2 separate regions of the Callithrix jacchus genome follow, and region 1 is linked to region 2. The links are chromatin contacts, called in public Hi-C maps. All regions are on one chromosome and are shown on one strand. Each heading gives the region's core, a stretch centred on a gene start, on an enhancer-like site or on the middle of the called end of the contact. The rest is flanking DNA. Distances are from core to core; before and after follow the strand shown.

Region 1 (5,954 bases), core at 3,076-5,575, 180 kb before region 2:
CTAATACCTAGAATCTATAAGAAACTTAAACAAATAAACAAGCAAAAACAAATTACCTCATTAAAAATGGGCAAAAGATACGAACAAACACTTCTTAAAAGAAGAAATACAAGTGGCCAACAAACATGAAAAAATGTTCCACCTTACTAATCATCAGAGAAATGCAAATCAAATGTCTCATACCTATCAGAATGGGTACTATTAAAGAGTCAAAAAACAGCAGATGCTGGCAAGGCTGTAAAAAAAAGGGAATATTTATACACTGTTGGTGGGAATATAAACTAGTTCAGCTGTGATAGAAAGCAGTTTGGAGATTTCTCAAAGAATTTAAGACAGACTATTCAACACAGCAATCCCATTACTGGGTACATACCCAAAGAAAAATAAATTATTATACCAAAAATATACATGCACTCATATGTTTATTGCTGTGCTATTCACAATAGCAAGACAGGTAATCAACCTAGGTGCCTGTCAACAGTGGATTTGATTTTTTTTTTAAATATGGCACATATACACACCAGGGAATATTATGCAGCTGTGAAAAATGAAGTCATGTCCTTTACAGCAACATGAATGAAGCTGGAGGCCATAATCCTAAGCAAACTAATGAAGGAACAGGAAACCAAATACCACATGTTCTCACTTACAACTGGGAAATAAACATTGAACACACATGGACATGACCATGGGAATAATGGACACTGCAGACTACTAGAGGGGGGAGGTTGGGAGGGGAGCATAGTGGAAAAACTACCTATTGGGTGCTGTGCCCACTACCTGGGTGCAATATATCTATGTAACAAACCAGCAGATGTATCCACTATATCTAAAATAAAAGTTGAAAATTTTTGAAAATCAAATTAAAAATAAAAATGTCATTCTTCTCTTAGAAATTACTAAAAAGAAAGTTAAGTACCCTGTTAGTTAAACTTGGGCTCTGCCTCTACAGGTTGAAATTTCCGTTCCTCCACTTATTAGCTTGTGATATTGGGCTAGTTACTTTTTTCACCCATAAAATGGAGATAATATTACCTAAGTCATAGGATTGTTGAGATAATTAAATGCACCAACATAATATAATATGTATATTATACTGTGAATGCTTATTTATAGTAAGCAATATGAGTCTACTGAAAACTAACCCAAAAGTAATATTTAATTGATAATTTATAACAAGTTTAATGATTAGTAACGAACATGGAGATTTTCTATTTTTGTTTTAATTCTGAAGGTATAATTTTAGAATATGTTAGGAAATGCTCATGGTAAATTGAAAGTTGATTGAAACTATCATCTGAAGTGAAATTAAAATATTAAACATGAAAGCTTACAAAGGACCTGCCCAGGACTATCTTTTTCTCTAAATGTGATGAGGAAGAGGAGAATTCTGACTTTTTTTTGCATTTATTAAACAGTATGAAAATAAACAGCTATGGAAAAAGAGAGATGCCAGACTTCTGGGAACAGGATACAAATCTCACCCAAAGAAGTCATTTGGTATTTCAATCTTTCATAAGAGAGATAATGGAGGAGTCCAAGTGAGTGAATCACTCAATTAACAAAGTATAGGAAAAAGTAGGTGTATGGCTATTTCTAAAGGAAAATTCAAACAGAGATTCACATCAAAACAGAAAGAATCCCTGCATCCCTGCAATACAGAGAAGAGGGTAACAGAACCCATAGAGAAGAGATCCAAGGTTCATGACAGCCCAAAGAGCAAAGATACAAATTGAATCTATTTGACAAGGCTTCCACATTGTGTTTCTTGCTAATGGAGAAGTACGAATGGCGAGCATGACTGTAGAACATATTGTGGAATGAGTGTAGGTGAAACATAGGGTATTGTAGTAATTAAGCATCTGCTTTACCTCAATTCTTAAGCCTACCTGTTGGTGTGACCTGACACCTCCTGCAAATCCTCCAAATCCTAAATTAATATTGCATGAATTTGGCTTTAAAAAACCATAACCATTCAATGTTTCCTACTGTTTCCTTTCTCTTTCCTGCCCTCCTTCCTTCCTTTGTTCCTTCCTCCCTCCCTCCCTCCCTCCCTCTTTTTTCTCACTTTTTCTTTCTTTCTTTCTTTTTTATATTTTTCATATTTTTCCTTTCTATTATCAAATCAGTGGTATTACTTCTCTTATTCCTTCCTTCATTCTTTCCTTCCTTCCCTTCTTTCTTTTCCTTCCTTCCTTCCTTCCCTTCTTTCTTTTCCTTCCTTCCTTCCTTCCCTTCTTTCTTTTCCTTCCTTCCTTCCCTTCTTTCCCTTCCTTCCTTCCTTCCTTCCTTCCTTCCTTCCTTCCTTCCTTCCTTCCTTCCTTCCTTCCTTCTCTCTTTCTTTCTCTCACCTTGTTGCCCAGGCCAAAGTGCAGTGGTGTGATCTCAGCTCACTGCAACCTCGAACTCTTGGGTTCAAGCTATTTTCTTGCCTCCACCTCCCAAGTAGCTGGGACTACAGGTGCACACCACTACGCCCGGCTAATGGTTGTATACCTAGTAGAGATAGGGTTTCACTATGTTAGCCAGGCTGTTCTCTAACTTTTGACCTCAAGTGACCTGCCTGCCTTGGCCTCCTAAAGTGCAGGGATTACCTTTCCCAGCATGTTTCCTTTCTTTATCCATAGGTGTCACTGATATCCAGAACAATGGCATTGCCCACTGATTCTACCTCTGTAACTTACTTCCCCAGCTGCAGACACTCCCATAAATATATCAATGTTTATAGGACAGGACACGTTTGGTGGCTATAAATTTGATATTAAAAAAATTATTTGTGGAATATGAAATATAAAAAACTGGAAACCTGTTTTACAATACCGTAATTCTATAGACATGGATATGCATTTTCTCATTCAATATGCTTTAATAATTTAATAGTAAGTTATTAAAATTTTAAAATAATTATTAATAGTAAAACATTAATGATAGATATTTACATCTGTTTGCCCATTAATTTGTTCAGCAAATATTTATGGAGTGCTGATTATGTTTAAAGCATTGGAGACCCTTTCTGAGGGTCGCAGAGACCTTTTGTCAATTACTATGTGCATATTGAAGGACTGATGCAAGCATGCATTTTATGAGTGTTGAAGGAAGCCTAGTGAACTTCACTAACTTAGTGGTCAATCTAGTATCAAATTATCATCTTTGAAATTCACCTCTGAAAATCATCTCTGAATTCCACCTGTCAGGGTGGAATCTTTGCCACCCTGACAGGTTGCAGAAGCTAATAAGGAAGTCTGGACTCTAAGGAGCTGAGGACTCCAGGGAATTATAGCCATGGTTCTGGCATCTGACAGCCCTCTAGACTGGGAGACGTCCCCTAACTTCTGTTTGCCTCAAATTCCTTGCTTTAAAGTGGGAGTTAACGATACTTGTGATTATTGTTCTGCTTAGCCACAAGACTGTCTTGGCTATTACAGGAAATAACATACATAAAGATGTTTGGAAAATAGTATAAGTCTAAACAATGGTGAAATATTATTATCAAATATTATATGATAATATCATGGATGTTTAATATCATTATTTTAACTGTATATAGTTATGCCAAGGAATCTTCTTTTTTCCTATTCTTTGCACATGGAAAGCCCCATTTTGAAAAACAATATCCAAGTAATTCATATATTTTTTCTTCAAAATGTAATGGGAAGAATTGTAGAGAATAGGGACGTTTTCCCAATATTGAGCTTGTTTTCTTGTTCTCCCACAAGGAGACCCTGGGTCTTCTAGAATGGAGGCAGGTGTCTCTGCAGCTATTTACCTCTCAATCTGCATTTGGCCCCCAAGTACCCACCATAAGGGACAAGTAAGCACAGCGAAAGAGAAAACGCTATAAAGGCTTACTTTTGTCAAGATTGCTGAAAGGAGGCTTGTTTTAAAACACATAAACACCCTCCTTCCACACACACACAAAATCAAAACCAGTTAGGACACAATATAACATAGTGTTTAATTAACCTTTTCTAAAATCTTAACTATTGAACTTGGCAACATGAAATAATGCTAACAATTTTTATACAAAAACATTGATTTGAAACACAGAGATTAATTAATCCAGAATGCTATCATAACTCCAGAAATTTTTAAAAATCCAATGGAGATTGACTCCACTAAAGACATCTCACTAGCAGTCCTCTGGCACATCAGGTACCTGGTTACTGACAGACAGTACAGCAAACAAGCCATCTATAAAACAGAACTGAACTTACCGATACATCATGGACAGGAGGAAGAATATGATCTCACAGATCTGCACCCACTTAACTCCACTTTCTAATCAGCTATATGACATCTCTAGATGCATAGGAAGTCTATGGCTCAAAGAAATAAGGAAACAAATTACAAGTAGTCGAAATGAAACTAGTTGGACAAGTCTGAACAGAGACGTTTCAACCCATAGAATACCTTGAAGAAAGCCAGAGACAGCATAGTCCCTACCAGAAAGCAATATATTTTTTTGGTCTGGACTAATTTTATTAAAGGAGAAGAAACTGGTTACAAAGATTTGAATGAAAAATATCTTAGGAATATACCAGAATTAAGAGTTTAAAGAAGATTATTGGTAAGTATACAAGTATCTTAAACTTTCACATAAAAGCTCTCGATAAAAACACTCAGATCTTCTTAAAACCTAAATACATATATAAATATGACTCAAGAAATACTCTGTAAATTCTTGTTGAGCAGCAGGTATCTCTGTATCCACTATATCTAAAATAAAAGTTGAAAATTTTAAAAATGAAATTTTAGTTATTGCAAATAAATAGTACTCATCAAAGGCCAGTCATTAATACTTTACATGCATTATCTTATTTAATACTTCACAACAGTGGGGAGGAATTAACCTCATTTTACAGAAATGAAAACTGAGGCTCACAGATGTGAAATAATTTGACTAGTCTCATATTTCTGTAAACGATAGAGCCAGTATTTCAAAACCTCCAGGTTTTTCTGACACCACAGATTCTCCTCTTTATCAATTAGAATTACTATATGAATGGTGCTTGATACAAATCTAGCTCTAAAAAATAATAGTTTATTTTCCCCATCACTAGCTGATTGTGGACGTTGTGGGTGGGGAAAAAGCAGCCCTTGGCTACTATTTAAGTCTATCTTTCCTCCACTTGGTCTATGTTGCTATTGAAACTTGTGGTTGTATAGCGTAGTTCTTGTGTTGTGTTTTTTAGTTCCATCAGGTTAGTTAGCTTCCTTTTTAAACTGGCTATTTTTGTTATCACCTCCTGTATTGTTTTATTATGATTCTTAGCTACTTTGTGTTGGCTTAGAACGTGCTTCTTCAGCTAAGTGAAGTTTGTCATTATCCACCTTCCAAAGACTACTTCTGTCAGTTTAGCCATCTTAGCCGCAGCCCAGTTCTGTGCCTTTGCTGTAAAAGTGTTGTGGTCATCTGGAGGAGTAGAAGCACTCTGGCCTTTTCAGTTTTCAGCATTTTTGCACCATATTTTTCTCATCTTTGTGGGCTTATCTACCTCTAATCTCTGTGGTTGCTGACCTTTGAATAGGGTTCTGCGAGATCTTTTCCGTTGATTTTGTTGTTGCTGCTTTCTGTTTCTTTGTTTTTTAAAGATTCAGGCAACTCAGAGCTTCTGTTCTTTCTGGGGGTCCACTTCAGACCCTAGTTGCCTTGGTCCCTCCCATACCTGAAGATCTCACCAGAACAGCAAAGATGGAAGCCTGCTCCTTCCTTTGGCAGCTCCATCCCAGGGGGCACCAGCCTGATGCTGAATACCCCTGTTGGAGGTGTCTGGAGACTCACATTGGGAGTTCTTACCCAGTCAGGAGTAACTGGATCAGAGGCCTGCTTAAAGAAACAGTCTGACTGCCTCTTGGCATAGCAGGTGTGCTGCACTAATTTCCTGGCCTCTCCAGAGTCAGCAGCCTAGAAAGGCGAAGTCAACTGAACCACAGAAATAAGAGTTGCCCTTCCC
Region 2 (5,466 bases), core at 2,292-4,791:
ACTATATCCTTTTAAAGTCAATATCCTTTTAAAACAGGGAGACTAACAATCTGAGCAGGCTCATTTATAACAGTAAATACACAGATTCATGAAGTAGCTACTGTCCATATAGGAGTGTTGGATAAAGGAAAATAAAATAAAATGAAAACCCAGCAGAATATTGGTAAGAATGGAAGGACCTACCTTCAGCCTTCATACACATACTCTTCAGAGGATGTTGAGGGCCCAAGTCCCCTTCTTTCCCAGAAGAGTAACCTTTCCTAAGAGGAACACATGCCACAAATTCATATTTTACTTATTTGTTTTGTTTTGTTTTTCTTTGTAACAGGACCCAATACTCTGAGAAAATGAGAGAGCCGAAAACACTATTCATTATTTGAAGCCATTCTTCCAAGGATGTTATAGAATCACAAAAAGCAAACCAACAAATTCAGCAGTTTACTGGATTCAAAAAAGCCTGTAGAATGTCTTGTGGCTGAGAATGAATGAAGAAAGAAATGATGAATGAAACATAAGCAGCTAAGAACTTAAAAGACAAAACTCCAAAAAGGGTTAGTAAAAAGGAAACTTGATAGAGATGCTGGTTTTACAGAAAAATCAAAGTTACAGAACCTGTATCATCCTACAGACACCATAAACATCCTAATTAATATTTAAGAATAAAGGAGAGATAAGGAGCAAATATAAAACCGTTTAGGTCGGCTACATAATAGAAAATCACCAAGCCAGTGATAATCCAGTTATCACTCTGCAGTGCTCTAAAAAAAGCATTCTTCCTAGGACTTAAAAAAATTAAGATTATTGACTGGACATTAAGTTTCTGGACTTGGCAAACACTGCGCTCTCTGAGGTTTCATTTCTTTTGATACAAACTAAAGAAATATCTAGGATAATCTTTTAAAGTAATAATTATTTTTCTTTTCTTAATCTCAGGATTTTAAAGTATAGAAATTTAATATGTGTAATAATCTACATTGTCATATCCTTTTAAAACACTTTCATTGGAACCTCTTTTGCATGGACTACACACATTTTGTTATACACATTTAATTAATTTGTATAAAATATTTAAAATAAATATTTCTAATCAAAACTGCCTGTGTCAAATTTTGTACCACTTTTAATGATAACATCAAAACTATCAGGAAACATAGTTAGAAATTGTATTTTATTGGCCAGGCACAGTGACTCCTGCCTGTAATCCTAGCACTTTGAGAAGCCAAAGCAGGAGGATCACTTGAGGCCAGGAGTTCAAGACCAGCCTGGGCAACATAGTGAGACCCGGTCTCTACTTTTCTTAATTTATTTTATGAATAAAACAACCAATGTAGTAGTAGTTCTTTTTAAACAACATTATTTACAAGTTTATATAATTAAGTAGAGCACACTTTAATTTGTAACATTTTGTTTATGGTATATTTTAAAATATCCACGGAATTATCTATTTGGTTTGAATAGTGTATGGTAGACATAATACTAATTGGCAGTATTTGATTTTAACAAATAATTCATAATTTTTTTTAAGGAAGCATCTTCCTTTGTCACCCAGACTGGAGTGCAATGGTGCAATCTCAGCTCACTGCAACCTCTGCCTCCCAGGTTCAAGCAATTTTCCTGCCTCAGCCTCCTGAGTAGCTGAGACTACAGGCATGTGCCACCACACCCGGCTAATTTTTTGTATTTTTAGTAGAGACAGGGTTTCACCGTGTTAGCCAGGATGGTCTTGATCTCCTGACCTCGTGATCTGCCCATCTGGGCCTCCCAAAGTTCTGGGATTACAGGCGTGAGCCACCACACCCGGCCAATAATTCATAAAATTTTTAATACATAAAACAGCTGCATCTACATTGCTATTTCTCATTGCAAAGTTTTGCCATTAACAAACTTTAATTCAGTAACATACAGAATTCAGTTTAAGTTGTGGTTTAAAAATTTATCAATTAGGTACCATCAAGCTATTTTCACTTTAAGGTATAGAAATATTTATTTGTAGTAAAAAGTTTGTTTCACAAAATTTGAGTTTGCTATTCCACATTAATAAACTATGGCTCTCAGAGGCAAATGGGAGCAAAAAGGATTCCAACTCCCAGACAGAGTTCTGGCATGGATTCACATGGAACATTACACTGGTATGCAAGTTGCATCTGAAGGCTTAAAAACATAAAATTACAAGATTAATTAGAATCTCAGCAGTCACTAGTATCACTTTCCATAATCTCCTCTCCATAAACTCCTACCCCCACCCCAAGACTAGATCCTCTAATCTCTTCTGCCCCTTCTAAATGAATGGGCATCCAGGCTCCACCTGAATGAGAGCCAAATTTGCCAGACCATGATTCAGAGGGCATTTTTATAGACTCAAGTGAGAAATATAAAATACCTTACAAATATAAATGCCTTTGGGAAAGTAATGCTGATGTCATTTCCCAGCATGGACTCCTTACTAGTATTAAGTATTACCCAAAACTATAAGAAATTTTCACTCATTTCAGAAAAAGCAAGCCAGCAAACACACAAACACATAAAACCAGCAAACAAGAACCACAAAAATGTGAGTTGTCAACATCTCCGTTTAAAGTCACTTCCTTATCCTGGACTTCTATGACTAAGAGGCAGGATTGTGTAAAGTGGGTGTTGTTCTGCATTCTTGGACATGGTTGTTAACCTCTTGATATCTGTTTCTTCATCTATAAAGTTAAAATAATAATAGTATTCTTCATGGAACAGACAGCAGGATCAATTGGGATAAAACACACAAAGTCATTGGAATTGTGCCTGACACATAGTAAGAACTCAATAAATGTTAAGCATTACTGTTTCATTTATGATGATGATAATGAACACAATATATTATGTTAATTGCCACCAATGGGGATTAAATATCAAGATCGTTAATAACTGAAATTTAATATGCTGAGACTACTTTTAAAGGCCTTTGGTCTTTGGACGTTTTAAGAAACTGAGTTTATGTATCATATAAAAGAACTAAAAATGCCATTTAAAAGTGATTTAATAAAATTTTAGGACAACAATTATTACACATATACTTATTTGGGATCTTTGATAAATGCAAAAGGTGGTTATCAGTAGATAGTGTAAAATCTACTTTCCGAAGTAAAAAAATCAGTAAGTAAAAGACTTTTTCATAGATCTAATCTAGGTCACTGAAGCTCAAGTATGATATAAATACTATATAAGGACTTGTCAAGACACTAAATCAAATTTTCAGTAAATACCAGTAAAAATTTTAATTTTTTAAAAGTGAATATTACAGACTGTAGTCACTTAATGTGTGGAGACTATGTAGTTCATAAAGCAGGGTCCTATGCTTGCTTCTAGGGACTGTGGGACCGGGACCATGGCCAGAAATTAACATTTGTGTCACACAAAAACTCAGCTGCAAACATACCGCACAGTTCCCGCCTCCAGCCTCTGACCCCTCCATAACTTCCTCCCCAGACCCCCACCCCTGCCGCAGCTCCCAGAGCCATCTTTTCGGCCTTCCCATCATGCCCCAGGCCAAGACCCGCTCACAACGGCCTTTCTTTTGTGTGCGTGTCCCATTAGCTCCTTGCCAAGGAACCGCGAGCTCTTAGATCAGCCAGAATTACTGCACCGACTGGAGGCCTCTGTCAGCAGCCTGGTCAACCAGCGGCTGCGGGCTTCCCTCACCTAATTCTCTCTGGGCCTCTATTTCCACTGCGACGACGTGGCCCTGGAGGGCATGGGACACTCCTTCCGAGAGCTGGCCGAGGAGAAGCGACAGGGCGGCCAGCGTCTGTGGAAGACGCAACAACCCTCGCGGAGCTCTCTGCGATGCCATCCAAAAGCGGCCTGGGAGGAAAGGGAGAGCATTTGGGTACCCTGCAAGCGGCGTTGGCCCTCGAGACGAGCCTGAACCAGGCCCTGCTGGATCTGCACACTCTGAGCGTGATGCAGGCTGACCCTCACTTCTGTGGCTTCTTGGAGAACCACTTCTGAGGGCGCGAGCAGAAACTCACCTGGAAGATAGGCGACCACCTGACCATACTCGGCAGGCAAGAGGGGCCCAACCCGCTCTGGGCAGGTGTCTTCCTTCAGCGCAACTAGGAACCTATGGCGCCCAGCTGCTCCCTTCGGCCTCAAGGTACTTTGTATTTATTTATTTATTTTTAAACAGAGTCTTGCCGTGTTGCCCAAGCTGAAGTGCAACGGAGATCTCGGCTCACGGCAACCTCCGCCTCCCGGGTTCAAGTGATTCTCCTGCCTCAGCTTCCCGAGAAGCTGGGATTACAGGTGTGAGCCACCACCACCAGCTAATTTTTGTATTTTTAGCAGAAACGGGGTTTCATCATGTTGGCCAGGCTGGTCTCAAACTCCTGACCTCAAGTGATCCACCCAAAGTTCTGGAATTACAGGCATGAGTCATGGCCCCAGCTCTCAATATACTTTTTAACCACCTCTCACCCTCCCACAAGCCATGGTCCAAGTAGAAGCAAACCTTCTTTTTACAGGAAAAAAAAGACTGAGAGAGTAAACCCACCCACAGTCTCAAGAAAGCAAACAAAAACCAAAAAGAAAACTGTCATTGAACAGTTTGCTTTTAAATTTGTTTTAATTAAAACACATTACACATTTTCAGGGTGAATGGTGACTTTTTCAGAATATGCTACAAATAAGGAATTTCCACAGAAACTTTTAACAGTGGTAAAGAACTACTACTCTGCCTGGTCTCTGTACGTCTAAAATGTGCTGTTTTGTCTAGTTTTGCTGATGGTGAAATTCTTTCATAATGATTGCAGGAATTGATCAAAACCCCATACAAGTAAAAGAATGTGACTCAGGGCCTACATTCAGACTAGATTTAGGTCACAACCACACCCCTCCTACAAAAGCTGTGACATGAAGGCATATATAGCATGTTCCAACCCAACCCACATAAAGTATTGATTCCAGTCACTCACAGTGACTAATTTGCCATGGACAAGGACATACTTTCACAATTCTAGAAAGTCTGAGTGACAAAAACCAAGAGTTTATGCTGTGTTGAGATAGCCATGATGTGAGTTAATGAAATAGAAAAATAATTTGTATTATAATAGTCTGTTTTTGATGTGAACACTTTCTTTGCTTAGGCCTTTCTGGACCAAACCTGAAATGTTTTGTTTTGTCTTGTTGAGTTAGCTTAGAAGTTCATAAATATTCCTTCAGGATGGTAGTTCTTTCAAAACAGCCATTGTACACACTAATTTAAAATGCACATTAATTAAGGCTTAGGAGTAACAGGCAAAAATGACCTACAATAGTTGCTAGGAGAATCTTTTCTCTTAGGTACCGGTCTTAGAGGCAATCCAGTTGCGGTAGGTGGTCACTTGAGTGTAAGACCCCTGGACTATTGATTGCACCACATTCATTCCTTCACCAGCTCACTACTCCAACAAGGTACCAAATATTTTGAGAATTAGGATGAACTAGTGGTCCTCCAGA

The links. A called contact is a pair of places that touch in the nucleus more often than the background predicts.
Region 1: a Hi-C map of induced pluripotent stem cells shows a contact between it and region 2, with 2.0 times the contacts expected there. The contact joins the promoter of TMPRSS11A here to the promoter of LOC144581955 in region 2. A contact is called at or near these places in 2 of 3 Hi-C or Micro-C datasets (induced pluripotent stem cells and skeletal muscle).

The regions. Positions count from the first base shown.
Region 1 is chr3:129,431,703-129,437,656 of calJac240_pri, reverse strand. It overlaps TMPRSS11A (transmembrane serine protease 11A), which reads right to left and starts at 4,325. Exons shown (of 10, transcript XM_008993243.5): 1 at 4,215-4,325. The coding sequence starts at 4,225.
Region 2 is chr3:129,251,979-129,257,444 of calJac240_pri, reverse strand. It overlaps LOC144581955, which reads left to right and starts at 3,541. Exons shown (of 8, transcript XM_078367961.1): 1 at 3,541-4,126.